Linked DNA regions of Mus musculus: all the other regions are linked to region 1. A link is a contact called in public promoter capture Hi-C data. All regions are on one chromosome and are shown on one strand. Each heading gives the region's core, a stretch centred on a gene start, on an enhancer-like site or on the middle of the called end of the contact. The rest is flanking DNA. Distances are from core to core; before and after follow the strand shown. Region 1 holds the start of Crnkl1 (crooked neck pre-mRNA splicing factor 1). Region 2 holds the start of Nkx2-4 (NK2 homeobox 4). Region 3 holds the start of Xrn2 (5'-3' exoribonuclease 2).

Region 1 (4,793 bases), core at 857-3,356:
CTCTCATTCCTTTTAAGAACAAGAATGTTAAAACACCTTTCAAGATTACCTTCAAGTGCTCAGTAATTTATAGAACTTCCCATATAACTTCCATAATATTCGTGGATTAAATAATTCCCAATATTCGCCTGAGGTCCCATCACATAGGCTCTCTGGGAGCTCGTTCCCACTGTGGGCAGCAACTGGGACAGGTTGCACAGTGCATTCTGACGGACTCACCTTCCTTTTCCGGAGTTTGTAATCGTTTAATTCTTCCTCATCTGTGATCTTCTGCTGAGGTGGAGGTGGGAGGAGCTCGAGTTCTCTCTCTTTAGCTTCTCGGAGGAGCTGCTCGGCCGTTATCTGCACTTCGGCCGGCGCCTTGTTCTTCACCTTTTAAGACAAAGAGACATTCCTATTTTGGGTAGTGCTCTCCACACGAGATTTTAAAACCCTTGTATATTTTCCAGGACATAAACTTCCTAAGAATGGCAGGGTGGTGGCACACACCTTTAATCCCAGCACTTGGGAGGCAGAACCAGGTGGATTTCTGAGTTCAAGGCCAGGCTGGTCTACAGAGTGAGTTCCAGGACAGCCAGGGCTACACAGAGAAACCCTGTCTCGAAAGAAAAAGCCCTCCTAAGAATGTGCCCAAGATGCCATCTTTGAATAACATCTTCAATTCTCCATGAGGGGCAGGGGGAAAAAAAAATCACACTCCTTCCTCTTTATAACCTGCTTAGAGAACTCCTCTACATATTTTAATCCTTCTAGTGGACAAGCTGGTTTTCCATGACATTTTAGGCCAACTGAAACTTGTTTTTACTAAGTCTCCATCATTAGCCTGTAAGCTTTTAGAGCACCTGAAGCTATAGTTCCAACACAGGAGCTTAAAAGTCAAATGTGTTCAAGTGCAGATGGACCCTAAGTTCTAATTGGCCTTTTTACTGCTGTGATCGAACATCACCAACAAAAGCAACCTGCAGAGGAAAGAGCTGACTGATTGGCTTACACAACTGGACCACAGTCTTCATGAATGGAAGACACGGCAGGAAGCTGGAGGCATACCAGCTGTGCTCAGTCTGCTCTCACAGACTACACCAGAGCCCCTGCCCAGGTGTGGCACTGCCCAAGTAGGCGGGGGGGGGGGGGGCGTCCACATCAATTGGTAATCAAGAAAATGCCTCACACACTTGCCAGCAAGCAAGCTTAGGGACGAATTTTCTTAGTCCAGATGCCTCCTCCTAGATAACTTTATCTTGTGTCAAGCTGTCAAAAACTTAGTCAGCATGCATTCCCTGGCTTTTATGACTCAGGATAGGGGTTTGGGAGCGGGGGTAGGGGGGAAGCTACCACATCAGACTTTTACAATAATTACATGTGGAAATAAGAACTTGTCTCAAGACAAAATGGCCAAATCAGACTTCCAGAGAATGACTGTATGTGATGGCTAAGTGCAAGATTTGACACTTATTAAGTATTGATGAAGTATCAACCACAGTTGGAAATATAACAATTTACTATCTAACCTAAATTTTATGCCATTGCCCAGAGCCTATCCTCTGCCATTCTCTTCACTGCCTAACTTTGATGCAGCCTAAGTGTTAACTTCCTTCACAAAGTTTACCCTCAAGTTTACAGGCACCCTTCTGGCTCTTGCCCATGGCATATCTACACTACTTGGATACATCTATCTGGGTTGCCATTTCGCTCTCTCTCCAGTTTTAGTGGAGCACTCTTGCCCGGAGTAAAAGTAGGGGATCCCCAGAGACTAGCAAAGCAAACAGTTTACCGAACCGAACCGATGCTTTGCAACCCTGGAAGGAAGGCTGGGCAGACGCGAGACGAGCTCGGAGTGACAAGACCCTGCGCCACCTCACCGACCACCTGTCTTCTTGGACCGCGGCACAGAGATCGCTGTCTCGAATCTCTGGTGCCCGACACCGCAGATGCTGTTCGGGGGCTCCTCCCGGTCGCCTACCTTGGCCACTTTAGGAATGCGCTGTTTCCCGGCCGCCGTGGAGGCTGCCATGACTGCAGCCGTGGAACTCGAGCGATCCTGGCCGACAACCGGACTTGAGAAAAGCACTTCGAACCGGCCGGCACAACAGAGTCAGCCACAACAAACTAGATACCGGAACCGGAACCGGAACTTGCGAAGACGACCTTTGACCGCCTCACCAGTCAGGGGAAACGCCGCGTCGTTTCCTTAGCAACTGTGTGCGCGTCCTCTGTGGAGACTTGCGGCTTGCTGGAGCTGCGGGTGAGGTGGGTAGGGCGGGCTGCGCCGCAGGGATATAGGGCTCTGGCGGCGAGGGCTCATCCAGGTCTATCTCCGGGATGCGTGCAGCTGTAGGCCGTGGCACCTTTGAGGGGCGTAGAAATCCATTTCAGGTGTAGAAACTCCGGGGAGAAGGGAAAAGCACCGAGGAAACCCTGCAAGCAGCCTGGGCAGCGGTGCATTCTGGGATTTGTAGTCTTTCGAGTTCCCGCCCCCTCGCCTTAGGCTTCCCCGCGATTGGACCAAGTTAATAATCTTGAAATGTGGATTTTTTTAAAAAAAAAATCAGAAGAGGTATTTTTGAAACAAGATGTTAGAGAAAGGTGGAAATTAGTCAGTAGCAAAGCACCTACAGAAACTGATCAAATTTTTAGTCTGTAAATTTTTTTTTTTTTTTTTTTTTTTTTATTTTCCGAGACAGGGTTTCTCTGTATAGCCCTGGCTGTCCTGGAACTCACTCTGTAGACCAGGCTGGCCTCGAACTCAGAAATCCGCCTGCCTCTGCCTCCCAAGTGCTGGGATTAAAGGCGTGCGCCACCACGCCCGGCATGTAAATTTGTATTATCTCAATTCTCTTATCCTTAATATCCTTAGCTATAAAAGGATAAAAGTATCTATTTCCTTAAGATTAAAGAAAAAAATCTGTCTCTGTAAAATACTCGCTAGATGTTAGTACGTATAATATCTGAAGTACATTAAAAACAGTGATTTAGCATATAGTTAAGATAATTTTTTAAAATAAAAATTTTGGAATTGACAGCAAAATTGGGAAGGTGAGCTTTTCCTACTCTTTCCCCACCCTCAAAGGACTTTCTACGATCCATCCCCACCCCGTGTCAGTTACAAGAAACTGTTAGAGTTTACTTTTGTAACAGTCTTGAGATTTAGGACAACGGCAAGATTTTTTGTTTTGTTTTGGAGACAGGGTTTCTCGGTGTAGTCCTGATTCCCTGGTTGTCCGGGAACTCACTCTGTAGACCAGGCTGGCCTGGAACTGTCAACATCCTCAGGGTACCTCCTGTTCATCCTCCCCCTCGAGCCTTTGTCCATCAATACTCCTTTTTATCAAGCATTTTGTTTGTTTGTTTTTTAATTCCTTCTTTGAAAGTTTTGCGTCTTAATCATAGCCATTCCTCCAGCTTTCCCCAGATCTACCCCACTCCCTATTCACCCAACTGTGTGTCTTTTTGTTTTTTAACCTTTGAAGACTAATTCGTATTGCCCAGATATTCTTGGATATGTGGTCTACTGGAGCTTGGTCAACTTACCAGAATGTTATACTCTTAGAGAAAACTCATGCTTTCCAGCAGCTAAAAAATGACCAATTTCTCCACTGCCAGGTGTGGTATTGTGTGCCCATCTCTCCATAAGGGGATTTGGTCTGGCTTGAGTTTGCACAGGTTTTGTGCTGCGCTGCTGTGTCCAGATGTTTTCTGTAGTCGTCCACTGCCTCTTGAGCGCACACACTGCCTCCTCTCTGATAGTGAGAGCCTTGGGGGCTGAGAGAGTGCGGACACTGGACTGAGGTAGCAGGGATCGATTGATCTATTTTTTTTTAATGTCTCTGTAGTTCTTTGTAGATGGTTGGAGTCATATACCTCTTCAGATTACTGTCTCTCATTTAGTAACGTGCATTTACGCTCGTCATTTATTAGTGACTTAATTAAATCCTTATGAGTTTTTTGTTACAGGTGGTGATGACGATGATTTGTTTGTTTGTTTGTTTGTTTGTTTGTTTTGGTGTTGTTTGTTTTCTGGTACAAGGTCTTACTGTGTAGCCCTGGCTGGCCTGGAACTCCCAGAGATCTACCAGCTTTTTGCCTCCCAAGTACCGGGATTAAAGGCTGGTACCACCACATCTGGCAATAGATAATTGTTTTAAGGAATTTCCATACTTGCCCAACTCCTAGTATTTGGGGAAAAAAATAAGTATGCCATGATATCACTCCTACTCTCTCTAAACTTTCTTTTGCAATTTTTCCAAACTACAAATGAGTATAGCCAAAATCAAAGCATTTGCCACAGCTCTAAACCATGTCATCCAAATATTCAAAATCATCTCGTTTCCCAAACATTAAATACACTGAAATTACTTTTGCTGTGCTCCTAAAGTGAAACCACCCGACAGGCCAATAGCTGCTAAGATAAGAGAGTGGGGGAGAGGAAGCTAGTATCCCAGGTTTTGGAGATGTTGCCTAGATACCAAGGTCTTCTTGTCTTTGCAACATGAAGTGCTTCTATTCTGAGTCCATGGTTCCACTAGGCAACAGCTGGGCAGCGCTAAGGACGACGGCACAGGTTCTCTAGATAACCACCACGGTCACCATAACACCAAGGCTACACAACACAGACCACGTCACACATAGGGATCTGCTTCTCTCCCACTGTGCTCTGTGAAAATCAAAAGTCCTTGTACCCAGCTCACACGGCTTGCTAAACGCCTGGGCAATGGAAACATCTGGACAGCTTCACTGGTCAGTTATTGTTGTAAAATGGGAACTGGTTAAAGAAAATGAATATTTTGGCATCTCTG
Region 2 (4,793 bases), core at 1,545-4,044, 1.2 Mb after region 1:
ACCATCTGCTTTGATTCTTTGGAAGCATGCTTTGCGCATATTATTTCTTTAACTTCCATTAGTCCTATAAGTTCACACTATTCAGTCGGTTCTATTTCCTCCAATATGACTATTTTAATGATTAAAGAGCTGTGTTGCCACACTCGCCAAAAGGAAAAAAGGAAAAAAAATCCCTACAACCCTTAAAAAGAAATGACCTCTTGACTTTTAGCAAAAGTACTTAAGGCCTTTTAAAGTTATATTTAAATATTCATTTGAAATGCTGAAAATATTAATTGGCATAATAGAGTAAATATATTTATTTTACAATAAAACACCGATAAAATTGGTGCAACAACTACGTTCTAAATATGATGGAAACGTATAATTATCTTACTTTTTCTGTATATTATGATAACAATTCAATAAATCACCTTTATTCTTTTTAACTTGCTTTGAAGTAGATTGGTGGTAATAGTGTCAGTTTTACTTGTTTGTTCTAGTACTTTGCCAAGGAGTCCAAATTCAGGTAAAAATACTTTAAAGAAAATAAATACCATGTTTATAGGATAAAAGGGTATGTTTATCAGCTGATTTGGAAAGGCCAGATTCTATATAAAAAGTATTTTATAACCCTTTTTAAAAAATAATGAGCTGCATCTTGGGTTGGGGTCGGGATGGGGGTTGTACTCTTCTAGGATAATATACAATTACTTGGTTGCCTAATAATGAACAAAATATTTTAAAATCAGCATTTAAATGTAAAAACGGTAACAATCCGTATACTTAGTGTTTCGATTCTTTTTATTCCATTTCTCTATTTTACCCAAATGGCAGTTATTCCTCAGCAATCACGTTGCTGTGTATATGATCCACTTTGGGCTACAATTCAATTTACTTTCAATCAAGCATTAACGAAATTGCACTTAGGGGAGGGGCTTTGCAAATTAATCTCCCAAAATAAATTCCACTTCAAGGATTCATCGTGAAAAGCTGGTTGATTTATAGAGATACAAACACCAACAAAGTTTCCGACTTCTAAAACTCTTGAGAGCTTTGGTTAGGAACGTGGTGAATGCGTATTCCGTCAGTCAGTTCTTCCGCATAACTTAGGAACTTCTGAAAGAAGGGAAATCACCACCTCAGAGTGTGGTGTCACATTATTCGGTCCGGGGCTGTTGCCTTCTCCCACCCCCAGTAAAGAGGTTCAGAGCAGCCTGACCCTCTCCGTGACTCATTCGTTCTTATCTCCATGCACTAAAGGGTCAGCATCTGTACATTTCCCCCATCCGTTCTTGCAGTTTCTTGGCGGATCCTGCGAGTCGCAGGCAGACCCTCGGGGCTCATCACCACGTTCTGCCATAGAGCAGGTTGGCGCCGAGCACGCCTCCGCCGTAGTCCCCGGTGGCCGCGTCCAGGGCCGCTAAGCCGCCCCCGGGACCATGCAGAGCGGGCGGGCTGGGCGACAGCTCCTCGAGCTCTGGCGCGGGCGTCGGGGCTTGCGGCTGCTGGCCTCCCTGGCCAGGCGTCGGGGTGCCCGCGCCGTTCTGGCACGGCTTGCCGTCCTTCACCAGCACCGGTACCGCCACGCGGCGCGGCGACGGCGGCGGCGGAGGCGGCGGGGGGCCCAGGCCGCCCTCCTGTTGCAGCTGCTGCGCCGCCTTGTCCTTGGCCTGCCTCTTCATCTTGTAGCGATGGTTCTGGAACCAGATCTTGACCTGCGTGGGCGTCAGGTGGATCATGCTGGCCAGGTGCTCGCGCTCGGGCGCCGACAGGTACTTCTGCTGCTTGAAGCGCCGCTCCAGCTCGTAGACCTGCGCTTGCGAGAAGAGCACTCGGCGCTTCCTTCGCGGCGCGGCCGCGTGCAGCGGTGCCAGCGACTTGGCGGCGTCCGCGATGCCGGTCAGCGAACCCATGCCGGCCACGTTCACGCCCGCCGACGGCCCCATGAACCTGGAGACTGGGGAGGGGGCCCAAGAAGGACGGCCGGTGAGCCCCGGGCCTGCGAGAACCGTTCCCGCCGACGCCCCGCTCGTTTTAAGTGACGGCACGGGGCCCCCGACTGGGTCGCGGCGTCCCACGAGCGCCGCGGCCCGAGCCCCACTCCCTCCGCGCACCCGGGGGCCCGGTGACCCCCGTGCGCCCCAGGAGGTTCCCGAGAAACCCCGCGAGTCCCGGGCCGCCCCGCGCGTCCCCAGCCTGGCCCCAGAACCCCTCGCGAGCCCGAGGCCGCGTGCCAGGACCCCCCGCGCGTCGACCCTCGGGCGCCGCTGACCAGGACGCCAGCACCCTCGCGCCCCGGCTGTGGCGGGAAAAGCCCGCGCCGCCAGCCCGCCCTCAGTCCCGCGCGTCTGGCCCCGCTCACTTGACGAGTAGCGCGGGTCCGTGTTGGCGCCGTACCAGCCGGTGGCCGCGGCCGCCGCGCCGCCCCGCATGCCGTCCGTGTAGGCGGGCAGCTCACCCATGTTGCCCAGGCCGCCGTTGCAGTAGCTGCCCATGGCGCTGTGCGGGAACTGCGAGACGCCGGGAGGCATGTGGTAGGTGGCGGCCGCCGCGGCCGCCGCCGCTGCCGCCGCTGCTGCCGCCGCCGCGTTGTGTCCGGCCATGGCGTGGGGCGGCTGCATGCCCGCCGCCACGGCCGCCGCCTGCGAGGAGGGGCCGCTCGGTGGCGCGCGGTAGGCAGCGGCCCCCAGGGGCGCCCCCAGGCCGGGCGGCGCACCGTCCATGACGCCGCCGAACTTCTTGTAGGTCTCCTCGATGGGGCTCAGGATGTCGGAAACGGAGAAGGGCGTCGTGTGCTTGGGGCTCAACGACATGGCTCGGCGGACGGCCAGGTAGGGGGGCCCGGGGCGGGCGCGGGCGGGACGCGGCGGCCGCTCGTCGCCGCCGCCGCCACTTCGGCCCGGCGGCAGCGCCAGTGGAGAGCTGTCCGCGGCGCGGCGAGCCCCCGAGCTGCGGGATCTCGGGTTTATTTTAGTCCAGTGCCAGGTTTACGACAGACTCGGGGGGCGGAGCAACATCCCCAACGAGCAAACAATGGTCATTGACATCTTTTTCTCTCACCCCCCTTCCAGATAACGGAGGCAAAAAAAGGTAAAGGGCCAGTTGGGTGTTTCTGGAAAAGATTGCCCCCCTTTCTAGCTCCATCCTTCGCGCTTCTATCCGGGTTACCTTTAGCCCTAGAGAAATAAAAACTCAGAGGCCACTGAAAGAGCCACGCTTGTTTCATGCAGACTGTGAGTTTTCCTAAAGTGACTTTGTGGCAAAGTTCAGTAGAACGTCGAGGGGTGGGTGTGTGTGTGGGGGGGGGAGGACAAACAGCTGTTAAGTTTGGGAGGGGGATGCTTTTCAGGGCTCTCTTCCTTTCTAGCTATCAGCCCCTCACTGGCTCCATCATCTAAAGTGTTAAAAATAAAGGGGGCTCTTGGGTCCCACCATAAGAGCACATAAAGAGGAGAGGTACAATGACCGTCCTCTGCCATTGTAGGGCTCTCTAATTTATGCATCGTTAGATCCTTTAAAGCGTCATTTTGTAGGCAACCTAACGGACACTTCCAAATTAGCTCAAAGTATACAAATCCAAAGAAGAGGTACAGCACGCAGAGAGAGAGATGCTGACTTGTAAGTATGGTGCTCCTACTCTCAGGGTAGAAACTGAACAAGATGAAGTGTATTTGCTAAAAAAGTTTCATATTTAATTTGCACCTTCATTACCGCTATATTTTCTTTGTCCTCATCCCCAGAATCTGACTTAGGGTTTATTCTTCTGTCACTATCCTGATATGAGAGAATGAGGGAAAGAGAAAAAGAGGGAAGGGAGGGGGAGGGAGGGAAAGATGGAGGGAGGGAGGGAGAGAGAGAGAGAGAGAGAAAGAGAGAGAGAGAGAATTCAAGTATGTCTACTTGTTTGTAATGGATCTTTTTGGTGGTGTTGGGAAAATAACCTGTTTAAAAAGTATCAACGTTGATGTGGATGCAGAAAGCAGGTTAAAACGACAGCTCTCTTGAAAAAATTCAAACCCATAAGCTGATTTTTTAAAAAAAAAAATTCGTTTCTTGGTATACAAATGTTCCTGCATAACAAAGAACTTATACTTTATGAACTTACAGTAAGTGCAAGACAAAAGACAAAGAAGTGTGCAGGTACCAGTAAAATTGGAAAACATGGGGATGAGCAGGGAAACAAAGACACATTTTAAAAGTTTTCCTCAAAACTGGAGTAGAAGAAAGAAAAGTGTTTCTTATGCAAGATTTTATTGTATCTAAAAACAAAGGCGTGACCACCAAAGTTTAACCTGGACTCACATGCCGTGGAGATCTGAACTGCTCCACATTCTCTTTTTCTTGGTTTCAGCCCTGTGGTGTGAATGCCCTTGATGGTTTTGTCTTATTATTTTAGTCAACATCTGTGTTCATTTCAGTGTCCTTTTGCAAAGAATCTGCCTGTTGTAGGGAGAAAAAAAGACCATATGGTCACTCATGGAAAGAAAATGACAACCAGAATAGTGGTTAATATTTTAAAACACATACTGTGGGACAAAATGCCAGGTCCTAGCAGTTGTTTATAGACATCAGTTACTGTCTTAACAAGATTAGTGTTGCTACATTCTGACACAATGCTACTTTTACAGGTCTTTCCTGGACTTGGGACACTTGAGCTAGGTCACTTATGCTGGAACTGCCTACTTATATTTCTTGAACTAATGATACACAAAGAAACCTTTAGGGGGGGAGGGCACTCAAATGCTGGGATCCTTTTACAATGTGGGTTTTAAACTTTTTTTTTTTACCTTAAATTGTATTCCTTACTACTT
Region 3 (4,793 bases), core at 838-3,337, 1.1 Mb after region 1:
AATAGGGTTTCCCAGCTTGTGCAGAGGGATGACCAGGGGTTCCAGCCTAACACTGTAGACTAGCATGTTCCTGTATATTTCCTTTGTTTTTTGACCCAGGCTACTCTCCTGCCTCTTCAGCCGTTTTAGTGCTAGGATTACTGGTGTGTGGCCTCTTTGCCAGACTAGGAAGTTTCGGTGCTTATCATTTTATGCAGCTTTGCCTTCTTTTTACATTTCAAAGTTCAAAACCACTTGTGATGGACTCTGGGGGAGGGGCTCAATGTAGCAAGCTGCCTGCTCCTATCCAACTGCCTATGAATTTGTGTTCATATAAGAACATAGCACAGCCGGGCGTGGTGGCGCACGCCTTTAATCCCAGCACTCGGGAGGCAGAGGCAGGCGGATTTCTGGAGTTCGAGGCCAGCCTGGTCTACAAAGTGAGCTCCAGGACAGCCAGGGCTATACAGAGAAACCCTGTCTCGAAAAACCAAAAAAAAAAAAAAAAAAAAAAAGAACATAGCACATCCCAGAGGACACAAACTCTTAAGAAGGGGCTATTTCCAAATAATATTCTTAAACACACACACACAAACACATATACGTGTACACACACATATGTGTATATATACACTATTCTAAAACTAAACATAGGCTAGCTACCTCTCTAAGCATTTAAGTTACCTCTACATTAGCATTTAAATGAAGTCATTAAACCATTGAGGAAGGGGCAACCTTTACTGCCTGACAAGCAGCAGAGAAACACTTTAGAGGTCTCTTAAGGTGAGCCTTTGTGATTGTGATTTGTCAGGCCTAGGGGGGATTCAGGGAAGAGACTTTCAAGCTTGAGCAAATGGGCAGATACCTCCCTCCTCTTTCTAGACTTCTTTCATATGCTGCAGGTGGGATGGGGGATATGACAGGGTACATTTGAAGCCACCAGAAAAGAAGGGATACAAATATCATGTTGGTTGAGAACAGAGGATTAAATGACCCTTGGTTAAAGTGAAATACAAGCAGTATGAATAAGCAAGCAATTTAGCTCTTTGATAACCCGTTATCTGTGTTACAAAAACAAAAAACCAAACCCCCCCCAAAAACGGTAGAGCAAGACCACAGGATGGGTGGAGTTGTTACACTGTGCCTGACTCAGGCAAACAATCACTGCCTCAAGGCCAGGCTGTTACTGCCCACATAGAAACAGGCTTCCTCAAAACAAGCCCCTTTTAGCTTTTTACTTTCCTGCCTGCTGCATGCACGTAATCTAATAAACTGCTTTTTCTGTTTGGAGAATATTTTTTACACTGGAGTCACCCAAATGACACGGCCAGCCAGCACAGAAGGCTCAACTGGTGATTAAATAAGAAAATTCTTTAGTTCCTTGCCTAAGCACATCACAGGTACTCAATAAATGCTAGAACGTGATATTAGCAAATTTTGGCTAGACTCTGCAACTGTTTAAAGTGACCTCGTTGGGCTGAGAGATGGCTCAGCAGTAAAGCGTTCATGCTGTTTTTCCAAAGTAGAGTTTGATTGCTGGCAGCCACAGCAGGCTGAATACTGCTGTTTGTAACTCCAGCTCCAGGGGATTTGAAACCTCTGGCCTCCACAGGTACCAGCACTCGTTCACAAAGCCACATGTACATATACACACATTGCGTAACTAAAAATAAATCTTAAACATATTTTTAAAAAGTTGCTTATGCAAAGCAGATTTTAAAAAAAAATTGCAAAACACTTGAGGATGCTTTTTCATAGTTCGGCCAGGCACAGCAGCATAGAAATGAGAGAAACCAGGAAATGGAAACTAGAGTGTAGATGCTTCTATTCAGCTCAAGACTGATTGTGAGAAAGGAAGTAAGATAGGCCACGCCTTTCCAAAGTCTCGGCCACACAAGGACTTTGCGGCTGCGGGCCTAATGTGGCCGGCGCTCTTGGCTGGATTGCCGGAGAAGGCATCCGCCAGGAGTCGGCTCTCAAAGGCTTTACCAGAGAACGCGGCGAGCCAGGTCTACAGCTCGCCCAGCCGGGCCTCCACTCCGGCAGTCTAAATGAACTTCCACTTAACCGAGCTCCTTTCCCTGCATCCCCCGCGGTGGTGGTATGACGTAACTTCCGGCCGCTGAACGCACGTGGGAGGAAGTGCTGGTGCCCGCGGCTGCCGCTCCTGCTAGTCTCGTTGGTTACACTCTCCCGCTGGCCCGGCTGCTGTTTCGAGCTGCCCGCTGGTCATGGGAGTCCCGGCGTTCTTCCGCTGGCTCAGCCGCAAGTACCCGTCCATCATTGTCAACTGCGTGGAGGAGAAGGTGAGGAGGCGGCCAGTACGCCGGAGTGGGGACCCGGCGTGGCAGGTCTAGGCCGAGGCCCTCGGGGATGGGCGCCCGCCCCAAGCTGCCTCACGGGCCGCTTCGCGGGTTCGCGGTTCCGGAGGCGGTCTGGGCGGAGCGAGGGCGAGTAGGGGGCTTTGGGGGCTTGGGCGGCTCCTCCCCCGCCTGCGAAGCGGGGCACCCCAGGCTCCGCCCACGGCTTTGTTCCCTCCGCGCCGCTCACTGAGCTCCAAAGGGCGCCCAGGCTAGTCAGCCCCCCTAGCGCGGGCAGCAAGGTTGGCAGGGTAGGGACCGCTGGTTGGTCCACTGTCTTGAGCCCGGAGTTCCCGTTGGCTGGATCGCTTGTTTTCCACCCGAGCCTGGCCATTTGTTGCAGTTAAGCGTGCGCGGGCAGCAGCTAGTTACGAAGGACTAGGCTAGGGGAGCGCTCTTTCTCCCTGGCGGGCTTTGCTGTACGAATGCCGGGCAGCTCGCTGTGTTTCACTTCCTGCCTCCGTTAGTTTGCTAGTTTACAGGCAGACTTTTAAGTCGTTCCGATTCGTGAGTGTTGCTTTTGTCGTTCGCGTAATTCTGTCGAGTTCGACTTTGTACTCTAAGTTAGAATTTCTGGATTGGAAAAGTTCCGGGCACATGTGTCCCCTCCCACTTTCGGCTTTAGAACCGCCTCTCTCCAAGAACCTATTTCTCCCGCTGAAGTTATTTACTTTCTCACTTCCTGTCTTAGAAGAAACCAAAAGCTTTGTTTTGGTGACAATCCTAGTATATTTTTGTGTTCTCCAAAGACAAATTGCTAAGCTGAACCATTATTTCTTTATAAACATTGTGTTCTCCTGGGGGGGGGGGGTCTTCCAAAGGGAGAGCCACTTTTTCGTAACAGACACTTTGAACTGTTTTGGTTGTGTCTCTTAATATGGTTAAGTTTGATTTATCGGTTTTAGGTCTATCTAATTTTGGGTAGAAGAGGAATTAGCTATTTATTCACCACCACCCCAGTTTTTCTAATGCTAATCCATAAATCTGACGGTAAAATTTGTAATTTAACGGAGAACTCGTTTAAACGTATATCGGGCCAAGGCGTGGCACATACTTTTACTCCCAGCACTTGGGAGAGAGGTAGGCTTGAGTTTTGGAGGTCAGCCAGATATACACAGAGTTCAAAGCAAACCAAGGCTTACGTAATGAGACCCTCTTGCAAAACAAACAAAAATTCTATCGCCTATACAAAGTATCATTTCTATTTCTAAGATTGATGTTATTTCCCCGCACCCCCCCCCCCAGCTGTTTAACTTTTTGGTTCCCCTGTACATTTTAGTTCTCATTCAAGATTGTCAAACCTTTGACCATACAAGCTTCGATAGAAGCAGTGTTGTTGGCTGTTTTTAATTGTGATTGTAGTTTAGGCTGTTTATCTTTTATTCGCGCTAGCTCCTCCCTTACCCCCTCCCTTTCACCCCTAGTTGGGTACACTTTATACCTTTCCCCATCCAAATTCTTTTATCAGGCATTCCGTCAAGTCCTTTTTTTTTTTTTTTTTTTTTTTTTTTGGTCCATTGCGCCTCTTTTTTTTATTAGGTATTTTCCTCATTTACATTTCCAATGCTATCCCAAAAGTCCCCCATACCCTCCTCCCCACTCCCCTACCCACCCACTCCCACTTTTTGGCCCTGGCGTTCCCCTGTACTGGGGCCATTGCGCCTCTTTTAAGTATTAATTTTTTAATTTTTTAAGTAGGATCTCCCTACTTAGCCACAAACTCCAGACCCTCAGACACAGGCAAGCTGGGATTGCCTGTATACTGCCACTCCCAGCCTGGAGTTGTCTTTATGTCTGTTTTCTTCACAGCACTTTTTTCAGTATGCTTCCTGGAAAGGTGCTTCTTGAGAATTACTCTTTGCTAAATAGCTCATCTTTCTTGGCTTAAATCTATCCTTGGTTTTTACGTTTGAATTGACTTTTTAGAAAATGCCACTGTGTGATCTGAGTTTTCTGTCATTGTAGGTCCCAAAATTTATTTTCTCCATGAGTATGAGTCCAAGCTGGAAAACCATTTCCCATGAAGATGTTGGAAACACTCTTTCCAGCTGTTATTGTTGATGAAAAGTCACATATTTTCTTTTAAGACAAGGTCTCACTGTGTTGCTCTGGTTGGCCTCAAATTTGACTGTCTCTAATTTCCCAAGTGCTGGGATTAAAGGTGCTGGCCCCTAGGCCTGCCAGTTTTGTGACATTTATTTAGCCAGGTTTTTGGTAGCATTTGCCATGTATCAGACCCTGTTCTGGGCACTGTATTGATATTATGGTGTTAGGTACTTATTTCGGAAAAGAAAGTTGTTTTTCAAGCTTTTGAAAATTTTCAATATTTTTGATAACCTATTCAGCTAACGTCAGTACCAGTGTGAAAACTGGGAAGGTCATGTGCCTAACTTATGACCCTCCCCTTTTATTGTTCAGAATTGATCAGTTTTTTGAGTGCTTGTATTAGTTATT

The links. Promoter capture Hi-C pulls out the DNA fragments that hold promoters and counts their contacts.
Region 2: a promoter capture Hi-C map of embryonic stem cells shows a contact between it and region 1, with 5 times the contacts expected there. The contact joins the promoter of Nkx2-4 here to the promoter of Crnkl1 in region 1. A contact is called at or near these places in 6 of 39 promoter capture datasets (3T3-L1-derived adipocytes, cranial neural crest, embryonic stem cells and 2 more) and 1 of 484 Hi-C or Micro-C datasets (myocytes).
Region 3: a promoter capture Hi-C map of pre-B cells shows a contact between it and region 1, with 2.8 times the contacts expected there. The contact joins the promoter of Xrn2 here to the promoter of Crnkl1 in region 1. A contact is called at or near these places in 11 of 39 promoter capture datasets (the 3T3-L1 cell line, the C10 cell line, the HPC-7 cell line and 6 more), 2 of 484 Hi-C or Micro-C datasets (CD4 T cells and pre-B cells), 4 of 115 datasets of contacts at active chromatin or transcription factors (astrocytes, epiblast stem cells, large pre-B cells and 1 more) and 2 of 9 other capture datasets (adipose tissue and liver).

What each region holds. Positions count from the first base shown.
Region 1 is chr2:145,932,594-145,937,386 of GRCm38.p6, forward strand. Crnkl1 (crooked neck pre-mRNA splicing factor 1) reads right to left here and starts at 2,107. Exons shown (of 14, transcript NM_025820.3): 1 at 1,961-2,107; 2 at 220-372. The coding sequence starts at 2,011. It overlaps Cfap61 (cilia and flagella associated protein 61), which reads left to right and starts at 2,191. Exons shown (of 27, transcript NM_001369121.1): 1 at 2,191-2,247.
Region 2 is chr2:147,082,551-147,087,343 of GRCm38.p6, forward strand. It overlaps Nkx2-4 (NK2 homeobox 4), which reads right to left and starts at 2,795. Exons shown (of 2, transcript NM_023504.1): 1 at 2,345-2,795; 2 at 1,326-1,939. The coding sequence starts at 2,795. The coding sequence ends at 1,326. Gm34889 (a long non-coding RNA gene) reads left to right here and starts at 2,989. Exons shown (of 4, transcript XR_001783500.2): 1 at 2,989-3,072.
Region 3 is chr2:147,010,912-147,015,704 of GRCm38.p6, forward strand. Xrn2 (5'-3' exoribonuclease 2) reads left to right here and starts at 2,088. Exons shown (of 30, transcript NM_011917.3): 1 at 2,088-2,285. The coding sequence starts at 2,211.